3 separate regions of the Mus musculus genome follow, and regions 2 and 3 are each linked to region 1. Evidence: chromatin contacts called from public ChIA-PET and HiChIP or PLAC-seq data. All regions are on one chromosome and are shown on one strand. The core of a region is the stretch at or near the end of the contact, and the rest is flanking DNA. Distances in the headings are between cores, read along the strand shown.

What was found. HiChIP or PLAC-seq counts read pairs in DNA pulled down with a chosen protein or histone mark. ChIA-PET counts read pairs in DNA pulled down with a chosen protein or histone mark.
Region 2: a contact with region 1 is called in a CTCF HiChIP or PLAC-seq map of CD8 T cells, with 5 read pairs. The contact joins two enhancer-like sites. A contact is called at or near these places in 3 of 15 datasets of contacts at CTCF or cohesin (CD8 T cells, the NIH/3T3 cell line and large pre-B cells), 1 of 484 Hi-C or Micro-C datasets (nephron progenitors), 3 of 115 datasets of contacts at active chromatin or transcription factors (double positive thymocytes, effector CD8 T cells and fibro-adipogenic progenitors) and 3 of 9 other capture datasets (adipose tissue, liver and pancreatic islet).
Region 3: a contact with region 1 is called in an RNA polymerase II ChIA-PET map of effector CD8 T cells, with 4 times the contacts expected there. The contact joins two enhancer-like sites. A contact is called at or near these places in 4 of 15 datasets of contacts at CTCF or cohesin (CD8 T cells, the G1E-ER4 cell line, the NIH/3T3 cell line and 1 more), 21 of 484 Hi-C or Micro-C datasets (B cells, the C2C12 cell line, CD8 T cells and 13 more), 10 of 115 datasets of contacts at active chromatin or transcription factors (CD8 T cells, the HPC-7 cell line, Th17 cells and 5 more) and 3 of 9 other capture datasets (adipose tissue, liver and pancreatic islet).

The regions. Positions count from the first base shown.
Region 1 is chr7:66,261,004-66,265,322 of GRCm38.p6, forward strand. It overlaps Lrrk1 (leucine-rich repeat kinase 1), which reads right to left. Exons shown (of 34, transcript NM_146191.3): 32 at 1,043-1,893; 33 at 735-836. All of the region lies in intron 2 of Gm33442 (a long non-coding RNA gene), which reads left to right. Among named protein-coding and RNA genes, the nearest start is that of Gm33442, 11 kb to the left of the region's middle. Within about 2 kb of position 1,943, at least 53 of the 459 cell types and tissues checked have an H3K27ac peak or open chromatin away from gene starts, as enhancers often do. A contact at or near this core is called in CD8 T cells, Th1 cells and effector CD8 T cells, where this site is marked.
Region 2 is chr7:66,158,419-66,162,737 of GRCm38.p6, forward strand. All of the region lies in intron 2 of Chsy1 (chondroitin sulfate synthase 1), which reads left to right. Among named protein-coding and RNA genes, the nearest start is that of Chsy1, 51 kb to the left of the region's middle. Within about 2 kb of position 1,828, at least 8 of the 459 cell types and tissues checked have an H3K27ac peak or open chromatin away from gene starts, as enhancers often do. A contact at or near this core is called in CD8 T cells and effector CD8 T cells, where this site is marked.
Region 3 is chr7:66,177,453-66,181,771 of GRCm38.p6, forward strand. No RefSeq gene overlaps it. Among named protein-coding and RNA genes, the nearest start is that of Chsy1, 70 kb to the left of the region's middle. Within about 2 kb of position 1,984, at least 151 of the 459 cell types and tissues checked have an H3K27ac peak or open chromatin away from gene starts, as enhancers often do. A contact at or near this core is called in CD8 T cells, Th1 cells and effector CD8 T cells, where this site is marked.

The DNA.
Region 1 (4,319 bases), core at 693-3,192:
GATGAATCAAGACCTTTGTCCAAGGATGAGTGACAGCGCATGCTGCCAGTGAATCTACTACGATGGGAAATACTTCACACGTTTGGCTTTAGGGACTTTCATGGGGAGCTTCAGGGTAAGGGATAAACACTGCCAAGAACTCTGGCTTAATGCCAGGCTCCCATCTCCCTGGCCACAAAGGCTGTGCCCTGGACTGTTGTCCTCACAGCAGCGACTGGCATGTCTCCTAGCGCTACTCACTGCAGATTAGCATCAAGTCACACTCTCAGGCTCAGAGAGAGGAGCTGCAGAGTGGGGCCATGTCACCTGGCCCTATCTGGTGCTTCATGGGGGCTGGTGGGTCCCCTAACATTGGGGTGGGGGGACCTCTCCTGTTTGGAAGGAAGGACAGTGAACCAATTGGAGAGACCTTCGTTTCAATCCCAGCTGAATCTGGCCCTGGTGATACACCTTTGGCAGTGTACTTGATCCACAGGTACACAGACAGCCCAGAAATAGATATCCTTGGCCAGTGGTTGATGCTCTATTCAGCCACCATGCTGAACCTCAGGAGCTGCCTGGAGGACCCTACCTTGCTTCTGTTTGACTCTGTGGCCACACTGGTGGATCCAGAGGCTTATCTGTGGGAGCCCAGGGGGTAGCAGGGCTGCTGTGCTGTCTAGTGGGCATGTTAGTGAGTCCTAAGGTTCCCCACACCCCTCCCCCCAGCCATATAGAAGGGTTCTCAGTCTTACCCGTGCCGATTGAGCTCTCGGGCTTTTAAAACAGCGATGACTCTGCCCCGCTGGGCACCTGAATCCTTCTCCAGGCCGATGACAATGATATCTCCTCCATGTCTAAAGGACCAAAATCAAGACAGGGAAGAGCTGGCTCAGGATGCTGTGCTATCCAGATCACTCTCAATTCTAAAACCGAATGGCAAGGCCTGCTCGGCAGAACGGCCCAGATGGACCTGGGAATCTTTAAGGAAGCCACGGGTTCCACTCACCCCAGCCCCAAAGCAAGAGGCTCAGAAATGATACTTCCACACCACAAAGCTTACCTAGGAACCCAAATGAGGTCTTTGACAGCAAGCACCTTCACAGCCTGCAGGTGCTGGCTGAACGTCTCCCCATCCATGGGGCTCAGGTCATGCTCAGTTCTGTCAGAGGTGACACTGGGCTCCTGCAGCCTGTCTGAGTCTTCATAGTTGGCAGAGAAAGGCACACTGGAATAGCTGGTGAGGGAGCTGGGCAGACTGGAAGGGGACCTAGGATCTTGGTGGGGTGGGGACGAAGAATAAGAGGACATGGAGCAGTAGTCGGTGAGCGAGTCCTGGTGGGTGAGGATCTGCGTGCCCAGCTCCTCGCTGTACATGATGCTCACATCCGCGATGCACTCTTCCACAGGCCCCTTTGAGGTGGTTTTGTGACTGCCTGGGGTTTCTAGGACTGAAGGCTGCACAGAAAACGTGTCCCTGAGAGGATTGGGGTCCCCACAGAAGTACCGGGCACAGAGCTGGTAGGTGGCTGAGTGGTACATCACTAAGCAATTGGCCTTGTCGTCGAGGCACCAGACCATCTCCTCTCCTCTGCAGTCTGAGCTGCACACAAGTGACGTGACCATGGACGGAGCTGCGTAGGGCTCCAGCCGCCTGCTGATGTCCAGGATGGTGCAGTCAATGACGAGGAGGCCAGGCCCGTTGCTGTACCAGACCTCAGACCCACTGTTGACCACTTCCATTGCCTTCACTGGGTAAGGGTTCTGCCGTGCATCTTCGTCGGGGATGCAGAACTTGGACCTGTTGGCTGTGTGGGAGCACAGGTAGGAGCAGCTTTCTTTTGGGGTGCCCCGTGCCACAGGAAACACAGCCACGAGTCCGTCAGCCAGGCCTGCCAGCACCAGGAAGGAGTTCTGTGGGGGGAAGGGACAGGGACACACAATATTCTTTCATGTCACACATGCGAAGAGAGAAACCACAGACACCAGACTCATCTCTCTATGTGCCTCAAGTGGTCACATGATCTTCCATAGTGCCTCAGAGAAGTAAAGCCTTTGAAATCTTGGCCTGCTCAGGGGTCTCAGGACTCTGTCCAGAGATGATGTAGCCTTGCCCCAGCAAAGCCACACCCACCACTGGTGCTGCAAGGCAAGAGGTAAGCCAGGGAGAACAGTGCCCATAGTGCTGAGGGCATCAAGCAAGGGTGCCACCACCTGGCATTGGTCCCTTGCTGGAGGAGCAGCGGGGAGCTGCCTTTCCTGGATGCCATGAAGGCCTCATGAAAGGCAGGGCAGAATGCTCTCCCTGTTGTAGATAGCTTATTAACATGACAGCTGTTATAGGCATGAGTTCTGTTTATTGCTCACACGGTGGAGAACTCCAGAAAAGCAGGGGGCAGGTCTCTGTGCCCACCACTGTCACCTGGGCACTGCACTGGCACAGGAAAGGGTTAAGTCTGAGACACCTCTGTGGCCCGGGATCCCACTGTTTCCATCAAGTGGACAATCTATGACCCTGGAAGAACGAGCTTCTAGCTTAACTCTCCTGCTGGCATGTCTTGGTCCCATGTGCCCACATCCACACTCTGAAGAGCCTGGGCTGACACTACTGAGGAGTTTGACTTACCACGAAGCACCGTTTCCTCTGTAGCCACCGCCAGAGGTTACTAGGCAGAAGCCAAAGCTGCAGGTACAAAGCCAAATACAGGCTTCCAGGGGTGTCTCACAGAGCAGAGCAGAGCAGAGCAGAGCAGAGCAGAGCAGAGCAGAGCAGAGCAGAGCAGAGCAGAGCAGAGCAGAGCAGAGCAGATACAGAGTGAGTGGGTCAGGAAAAGGGCCACAGAACCAAGTCAGAGTTCATGACAGGACCCCAGCCTTGTTCTATCTAGCCAGGGGGAATGGCAGAAAGCCACTTTGTTAGCAGTCAGGGTGCCTGTGTGGAGCGGGGTGGGCAGCTGTTCAGGGTAGTAGAGTGAGTGGCCTCTCACACAACATCCACAGTAAGGAGCCCTAGGAAAATTTCTCAAAATCCATCTTCAGGATCTAGGTCAATAAAGCAGCCAGAGCAAACAGGCCATAAGTCTTTCTGGATCCTGGCCCTGCTGGCCGGCGTGGGGAACACCACGTTCGGTGGGTTGTGAGCGTGCTTGTGCAAGAATGCACGCACGGTCTGCCCTGTGTGGCCTCCGCAGGTCAACCTCCACGGGGGCAGGCACCCTGCGCAGGAGGCTCACACAGAGTCCGCTTTATTTCCCCTGCTCCGGCAAGACGTGAGCCCTGGCTGGGGCTCTGGCTGTCAGGGCCCTTCAATAATGCTTTGTGTCCGTTTCTCCCAGCCTCTGGTGTAGAGATCCCAGCTGCCTAGGGTGCTCCTGGGGCTACAGTCATAAATGACTGTAAGGTTCATTTCATACCCATTTTCTGTCCCTTTTATAAAGAAATGAAGCTAGATCAGGGTGCAGAGAAAAGCTCACAGGTTTGGCGACATACAAAGTCATAGCAACCTTTAGCTCCAAGTACCCAGCCTGGAACTCTGGGCTCCATAGGTCCAGAGACCTATTTCATTACTCAATCATCCTCATGTTAGGCGGACAAATGGGGACCACATAAGGGCAGGCCGCACATTATAAAAAGCTGTGCTAGGAAGTGATGCTTATGCACTGGTGGAAGGCACGCGTTTTACCCACAGGCCCCTTGTGACCTGATTGGATCCAGGGAAGGAAGCAGAGCTTGGGAGAGCAAGCAGTGCCACCCAACTTCTCAGAGGAGTTCCTGACAGTTCACCAGAAGAGAAGGTGAAGCTCCCGTGTCTACTGTTTGGAGGAGAAGGCCCAGGGCCAGTCAAGAGGTGGCCTTGCCAGCCCTAGTGAGGCTAGATTCCATGCCAAGGTGCGGTGGAGCTGGGGCTGGGGAGCACACTGAGTGAATGGGGTTAGGAGGGCGAGGAAGTGGGTCTGCTCTGCAATGCTGGGCAGTGCTGGGCAGTGCTGGGCAATGCTGGGCAATGCTGGGCAGTGCTGGGCAATGCTGGGCAATGCTGGGCAATGCTGGGCAATGCTGGGCAATGCTGGGCAATGAAGGACTGAGGCCTGGGAAGGAAAGCAAGTCTTTGAGAGAAGGCAGAGGCAGATGAAAGGGAATCAGCTACGCCCACTAATCAGAAAAATCAGTGGCCAGGGCAGAGGAGAGGCTCCTGATGCCTTTATCAAGAGAAGGAGCCACGTGTTTGCTTCATCATCCGCACCAGCGTGAGCCTCATCTAAGCCAGGGGCACTGGCATTTGCTCATGGACGGTAGGCACAGGTTAACGGTGGTTGCCTGTGTCTCTAAAGCTGGCTATG
Region 2 (4,319 bases), core at 578-3,077, 100 kb before region 1:
TTAAAAGGTCTTAATTTTGGAACAGACTTCTAGCATCTCCATTCCAGCAGGTTGGCTGTTAGAAGCTGATCATCAATATATTCTGTGTGTAGTTCTGATTTTGTGTGTTACAATTTAACATAAATTTATAATTTGATGTTCTATAAATGACATAATATCCTTATATATTTGACGTAAATATATTTTCTATTCCGGAAAGTCGTTGTGACTGTAATAACAGATGTGACACCTTGGGAATGCTCTCAGACTATAGGCTAGTACATCAGTCCAGACGGGAATGCTCCTTACAGGGCGTCTCCCTTTAAATCTCTGTGTCGCGGTTTCTGCTTTCCCTTGTAACAGAGTTTGGGAATGCGTTGGTGGTGAAGCCTGTATTTGGAAGGGTTGGAAGTGCTTTATTGTTAATCACACCACACCGCCCTGATCTCAAAAGAAAGGAGACATTTAAATGGGCCCTGCAGGTAGATCTTGCCAGCTTCTTTAGGAAGAATCAACATAACAATTAGGAGTATTTATATAGGTACTCACTTAGATAAATCAGAGATGGAAATAATTAAAACTTTGTTCCTTTTCATCTCAGGAAGTTGCCTGTGGGTCACTGTTAGCTGCTAGGGTTGCATACATGAAGTGTGTGTGACGAGGACACGTGAAGAGAAGCTAGGGCATGCATTCAGGCTTGGATCACAGCTCTCCTGCTTGGTCTGGTTGACTGTTACACAGCTCCTGGTTGTGAATCTTGGTGTAGAACACTGTTACTCACTTGGTGGTGTGGCTCTGGTCACTTATTTTGTCATTAATTAAATCTTAAAGTAGTAATATTGGTTATTTCTAAGTAATAATTCTGGTTAGTCTGGTATTTCTGGAGTTAATATTTGCTCAGGGTTTTTCTGGTTTCTGTTGGTAAACATGATTGACTATTGCTTAACCCCATGGGTACCCCCCTCATGCACTGCACACAGACATCCAATTTTTAAAGAAATCTTTTTTAAATGAATTTTTTTTTAAATCTATGAAGTATGGGAGGTCTTCCCATCTTCTAGTGTCTTCTTTAGTTTCTTTCTTTAGTGTTTTATGTTTTTCATTGGAGAGGTCTAACATCGTAGGTATGCTTTATTCTAAGGTCTATAAATTCTTCCTTTTTTGAAAAAAGCTTTTCCAGCTTGATGGAATATAAGTTTCTAAAGATGTATCCTAATGCTTTTCTGAGTTTCTTCAATATCCTTTATTGGGCCTGCTTTTCTACCTCTGATTTGGTTAATACGGATCTTCCCTCTCTGAGGTTGGCTACCAGTGTACTGATTCTGTTTCCTTGTTGTTGGTGGTGGTTTTAATTGTTTTTTTTTTTTTTTTTTCATTTCATTAATTTCTGTTGTAACTTTGACTATTTCTTTCCATATGCTTACTTGAGTTTGGCCTGTGTTTCTTTCTCCAGGCCTTATTATATCTACCCCATTTTACATGAGCGTAGCACGGTTTGATACCTGACCATCAGTGGGACATGAGGAGATGAGTGTGAGAAGGCTCAGAAAGATGTGACACTTTCCTTCTGTCTTAGTTAGGGTTTACTGCTGGGAACAGACACCGCGACCAGGCAGTCTCACAAAGGCAACATTGAATTGGGGCTGGGCTGCAGTTTCAGAGGCAGTGCATTGTCGTCATGGCGGGAAGCATGGCAGCATGCAGGCTCACTCGGTGCTGGAGAAGCCAAGGCTTTTGTGCTTTTATCTGAAGGAAGCCAGGAGGAGATGGTCTTTCACACTGGGCAGAGCTTGAGGCTAGGGTACCTCCAAGCCCCACCTCCACAGCCACAGACTTCCTCTAACAAGGCTGCATCTCCTCCCATAAAGTCACACCTCCTAATAGTGCCACTTCCCATAGGCCAAGCATATTCAAACCACTACACCTTCTTCAAATGGAAGTCATTCTCACAGGGTTCATGAGTAACCTATTTTTAAAAGAGTATATGCTTGCTTTGTATCTGCATCTACTTTTTATTTTACTTACTCATCTCTGTCTGTCTGTCTGTCCGTCTATCTTTTTTTGAAGCAAGGTCTCTCTCTATAGCTCAAGCTGGCCTGGAATTCAGTGTGTAACCCAAGCTAGCTTCGAGCACATGGCTTTGACATGCTTAAGCATGCCAACTGTTGTGATTACGGGTGCGAGCCACTGCTCTCAGCTCTCCTTTTTATAGTTATACATAATTGATACTGAGTAATGCAATCAAGATGCCATGAAAATGGAATCGTTCTCTGTGCTGCTACCCTGCCTCTCCCGTTTTCCGTAAGAGAGATGCTCTGGTCTTCGGCTGATGCATGAGTTACTTCTTTGCCAGTAATCTTCATGCTTTCTCTCTTCTGTGACTTTTTCACTACTCTTATAACTCCGTCGTTTTAGCGTATCTTTTTATTCTTTTTAATTTTTTAATTCTTTTATTTTTATTTTTATTTTTGGTTTTTCAAGACAGGGTTTCTCTGTATAGCCCTGGCTGTCCTGGAACTCACTCTGTAGACCAGGCTGGCTTCAAACTCAGAAATCCGCCTGCCTCTGCCTCCCGAGTGCTGGGATTAAAGGCGTGCGCCACCACGCCCGGCTGCATATCTTTTTATTTATTTAGCCAATACTGCCCTCAAGGTTAGTTATTGTTTGTTTAGGGAAGTTCAGGTGGTCAGAAGTAGAATGTCATAACTAAACACTATGATCGGTTTCTGTTTTAATATCGGTAAGTACTTTTATTAAACATTTTAAAGATTTACTTATGTTTACTTTATGTGTATTAGTACTTGCCTTTGTGTGCAAGTCATACCACACGTGTGAAGGTCAGAAGACAATGTGCAGGAGTCAGTTCTCTCTTGCATCATGTGAGTTCTGGGATTCAGACTCACAGCAAGCACCTTTACCCACTGAGCCATCTCACCAGCTCTGAAATGATCTTAAGGGGTTTTAAAATAGTATTGTAAGTGATGTAACTTTCTACATGTGCATGCTAAGAGTCATATGCTTTATAACTGTAGACTTAGAAATGCTGCTTATAGCCGGGCGCGGTGGTGCACACCTTTAATCCCAGGACTTGGGAGGCAGAGGCAGGCGAATTTCTGAGTTCGAGGCCAGCCTGGTCTACAGAGTGGGTTCCAGGACAGCCAGAGCTACACAGAGAAACCTTGTCTCCAAAAACCAAAAGAAAAAAGAAAGAAAAAAAAAGAAATGCTGCTTATAAGGCCAATTTCCAGGGCTGGAGATGTGGTTGTGCATTTAAATTTAGTCCTGTCTCCTGCCATTGCTGCCAGGCAGACGTGTGGGATACAAACATGCAGCTAATCACACACAGAAAAATAAAATTTTTTAACTCACCTTTCACTTATGGAGTCCCATTTTGTTTTTTGAAGACAATTTAGAAGACAGTTTATAAGATACAGCTTATGAAATCTGTTCATAGCCCAGAAGTGTATTGCAATAAAATGGTGGCTTTTAAGATGCTCTTTTATCCTCCCAGCCCTCATTCTCTCAGAGTTCCTCTTCCCACCGCACTCACACATGCACACGAAGTGGAGACTTGTGGTCTCATCGCATGCAGAGATAGAGGCAGGGTTAGAAAGTGGGATGCGCAGGGACTCGAGGTAGCCAGGATGTCAGTGCTGCCTTCCACTGCAGTGAGGGGCTGGAGACTGGCTGGGGCGTTAGGCTTCACTGTGCTTGGTGCAGCTCTATCTCAGCACACAGTACCAAATGTAAGCAGGGATATATGGCCATAAATGGGTAGCTAGATAGTTGTTTTGGCCATGTAATTAATCTGGAAGGTAGAACTCAAAGTGGATAATGAAATAGAGTTAAAAACCTAAATGTTTCGGGATTGTTTCTCAGGTGAAGTACCCACTTACAATGTGTGTGTACGAATGAGCAAGATAAACAGAGTCAGCATGCGTCATTCATTGAGGGGAATGGTCTCACCATAAATGAGCTTTGTGGTTTCTTCCTTTTGCTTAGAAGCACTAGGCACAGTCCGTGGGTTGATAATACAACATAAGTTACCCATTTGCGTTCTTTCTCATTTGAAGCTTAAGAATAATACTTTTAGTAATGACTTCCCCATGAAAGTCTCCCTTACCACACAGAAGGCAAGTGGCTCCCTGCTTTTAAGTTAATCCCATTTGGACAAAATGCAGGGCAGTCCCTGGTTCAGGCCTGGGTGGGCACCTGACTGCAGATGCACGTGAGGAAGGGCAGGCAGTAGGAATTGTACGCGTCATGATTGTCCTTTCTTCCAGGGATCCTCCGTTGCTGGGGCTCTGGCATGCCCACACACAGAGCAGAAGTGATTGCAG
Region 3 (4,319 bases), core at 734-3,233, 84 kb before region 1:
TCAGTATTGTAAAGGAAGTATTTCAAGCCTCCGTTGGATTAAAAATCGGGAGAAATTCTGTCTACTAAACGTGTATAGGCTTTTTGCCCTTTTTGTTGCAGTGGTACACGGTAGTAGGTATTGAGTTAGAGGTGATTTAAAGCTACAGGAAGAATATTTGTAAGTTCTGTGTAGATCCGACACCATTTTCTGTAAAAGATTGGGTATCACAGATTTTGGCAGGGGCCCTCCAACCAATCCTTGGGTAACTGGGGTTTGACCATCTGTGACAACGTGCAGGCAACTGGGAGTTCATTTGGTCCACAGTGACACATTGTACCCGCTAGCATTTCTAATAAGGCTGACAGCATAGCTCAATGGTTAGGAGTGTACATTGCTTCTAGAGAACCTGAGTTGTGTTCCCAGCATCCACATAGGGTGACTCCAGTCCCAGGACCTCCAGCCCTCCTTTCTGGGCCTGCGGGCACCTGCACTTCCGTGAATATGTTTTCTCACAGACAGCACATTTAAAAATAAATCTTTTTTAAAAATTTTTTTCAAATTAAAACCAAATAAGGTACTGGAATATAGCTCAGTGGTTGCACACTTACCTACCATGTGTAAGACTGGTTTTGAGCCCCAGTACCACGCAAGCACAAAACAGGCATAAAGAAACCTGAACAACCAAATCATATCTGAGAATCACTGTGGGAAGACAGTGCTCAGTATGTTGTTGGCTGCACCATCCTAGGAAAAAGAGCTACTCCCAAACTCAACCCCATGGCCACAAAACTTGAGTCATGGCAAAACAAAGAGAGGGCAGACATAATGGTGAGTCAGGCGAGCTTCAGACACATAGCCTTTTAGGGAATGTGGTCCACTCGGAGCCTTGCCCTGGAGACAGATGAGAAATGGAAGCCGCCAGCTCACCATAGGGGGTTCCTGACATGCTGGCATGGCAGTGGTGCGGGATAAAGCGGGGCAGTGCCACCAGGTGTCCCTCTAGAAACCAGGTATGGTTTTTCTGGTGGGAAAATGCGTATTTGCAAATACATGGGGGTGAACTTGATTGGCAACCATGGAGCTACTTAACCTGTGCCCTAGGCTAGTTTTGAAGGCTATTTTATAAAATTACATTTAATAGGTGTTAGTTAAGATTTTTTTTACTGTCGATTGGGGATGGTGGCATACACCTTTAATCCCAACACTCTGGAGGCAGAGGCGGGTGGATCTCTAAGTTTGAGGCCAGCCTGGTCTACAGAGCAAATTATAGGATAGCCAAGACTACACAGAAAAACCGTGTCTCAAAAAAACCTAACAAAACAAAACAAAAAAACAAGAAAATGGATGTTGGCTTTGATGTTCCCGGAAGACCCAGTACATCACTAAGTTGGAAGATAGTGTTTAGCCATGGGTTTGTTCCAGCAATGAAGACTCCACAAATGGGAGTTGTATCAGAAGAGTGGGCAAAGGAAGACAGCTGGGCAGGGACAGCACTTGTCCCACCCCCAGCACCAGTGCCCTGAGGATTTCGTTAGGGACCTTGGGCTGCAGGGAACTGACCATAGTCATATCTGCCCTAGCGACTTTCCAAGGTCCAGAGGTAGATGTGGCAACCATCAATGGGAAATGAGTTTACATTATGACTCGTGGGTCTTTAAAATTAGATTCAGAGGTAGGCCTTTCCCCCTGAGAGGCTGTGCCCTCAAGATCCTGAGTGCCAGCCGTTTCTCTGAGATGGCTTGTCAGGGCAGTGACTGTCTGGGCCACATCCTTGGGCGGATGTGACTGGTAGATTTCATCAGTGTGGACGGATTGGAAAGCCCTGTCCAGCCCCAGCTGGTTTCCTGTGGGTCTGCCAGAAGTCGCTGGGCAGCCTTAGGTGCTGTGCCTGCCCAGAAGTTTCCTCTCAGCTGCCAGGGCCAGCGCTGAAGCAAGGAATATGTTTGGCTTCCACTTGCTTCTGTTAGCTCAGAGGCTGTAGGCATGCGCACACCATCTCTCTAGCCTCCCCTCATGTGAGGGCTGCTCAGGGTGGCGCTTCCCTTTGAACCGCAGCTAATTGCTCCCTGACTGCTCCACTGCGCAATTCCACCCAGGGCCCTCTCCCTACCTCCCGGGAGGAGTGCCCCATAGCAAGCATCCTTCCTGGCTGCCTCTCAGTTTCAAATGAGGAGGAAAATATTCATGAGCCCCAAGACTCAGAATCACATAGAATTCCAAAGAATAGGTATAAAACTGCCACAGATTGTCCGAAAAAGAAGTCATCTGAGAGAATTCGAGGTTGCCAACGTGCAACAGGAATGCTGTGCAGGCTGAATTCTGATTGTGACATCAGGAACACAATCTCTACTTGGGACAAACAATGGCTGTGCTTTGGCTCTGAGTGAACAGGTATCCGTTACCTCAAATCTAGGACCAGTGCCAGTCTGTGGCTCTGGGGTGAGCCAGAGAACCGGATGCAAGCATGCTACCCTGCTCCCTGCATCTCAGCCAACATCACTGAAGGCTGTTGCCTTACTGTGACTCTAAATTGGGAGGGACGCTGGCTCAGCTGTACATCCTGAAATACCAGGTGACCCAGGGCTCAAGACCAGAGGAAGGATAACGGGTCTTCATACTGTGGGATGTATCTGAGTAGCCCACTTTACAGATAACCCGTGGTTACATAGACTCATGAGAATGTGCAGGGAAGGGTGTCTACACAAAGGACTGTCACGCCATTCCCCTTACACAAGAGCCACAGGCTCGGAACCAAACAGAACTGAGTTTGGGTCAGCAGTGTTCTGGGCCAGCTCAGACTGGAGAACACGCCTCATTTCCAGCCCTGCCTGTGATATCACAATGCGAGTCAGTAATCATTTACACTTCAGGAAATGGCCAGTGCTTCAAAGCAGGCTTAATTTTTTTTTTTCTAAGTTGGTTTTGCCACAAAGCACTGGTTTGAGTCAACTCCATAGACCTCAGGTCCCAATCTGCTGCTATGTGATCTTGGGCAGATTTCCTGTGTCAGAGTTTGGTTTCCTGCTCTGTAAAGAGGGCATGGTTACCCATCTCCTCCCCAAGACTGACGGGGTATTTTGTGGTTTTATGTCAGCTATAATGGCAAGTACCATCACCACCTGTCATGTCCCCTGAAACTACTGCTTGATCCGACCATCCTGCACTTTACCCAGTGGTCCTCAGCTGCCTTTCTGACTTTACCTGTCCACATAACCCCTGCCTCATCTCTGCACCCAAGCATGAACCAGAAGAACCTGAGCTCCAGTCACGTGGCATCTGGAGTGCCCCCTCCCTCTTCTGGGCACACCTGCAGACTTGGCCAGTACCAGCCTCGGACCAAGGTTTCTTCCCGCTTGTCATAGCAGGTTCTAGGTTTTAGCTGCAAATGCCAAATCTTCACTTCCCTGTGACCCAGCTAGCATAGCGGACTGGGCAGGAGCAGGATCCAGCCATCTTGGAGCCCCATGAGGGATGTGATAAGTCACTGTGCAAAGCCGAGTTAGTCAGCCTTTGTGTTGGCTGGGGTATGTGTCAAAGGAAAATCAGAGCTAAAATGAGATACTCCTATAAAGGCAGCTGTGGCTTTCAGCTTTTCCAAGAAAAAAACCAAACGGCTCTCAGTGAAAGACAAGAGCCACGGAATACCTCTCAGCTGGAATCCTGAAGTGAGTGTTCCTGGGTCAGTGACTCAGTGCCTAGCACTCAAGGGCTGTTACCTCATTCATGGCTCTCTCTGTGCCTGTGAGTTCTGTGTTCCTGGCCTTGGCTTCTGATGAGAAACTGAAGCTCAGAGAGCGTGAGTAACGTGCCTAGGGTCACAGAGCTAGTAACTGATAGATCTGTCCAAACAGATGAGCCTCATTCTGGTAGCTGGTGTGTGGTGGCGATGGAGGTGGGGATGTGGTGGCGATGGAGGTGGGGATGGGAATGCGTTACGTGTTTTGCTTGTCAGGGATATAAGATCCTCAGCTTAGAGTACTCACCTACTACCAGGAAATGGTGGTCACTGAACGGAGTCAACTGTTTAAGAGCTAAAGACTCATACATAAGAGATCTTTAAAACTTTTCTCCACCTTAAAAAAAAGTTAAACTCTTTGATTGTGAATCGGCCAGTCTAGGCTACATAGTAAAATTCTGTCTCAAAAAAAAAAAAAAAAAAAAAAAAAGTAGTATTTTGTAAAGGTTTCATGTCTTAGTGTATTTTCCACTGCCACAACAAAACACTTGCCATCAAATACTTTATGAAAGGTAGAATTTTATTGGCTCACAGTGCTGGGGACTGGGATGTCTTGGTCTCTGGTGAGGGTCATTGGTGTGGTGGAGGGCAGCTCATGGCA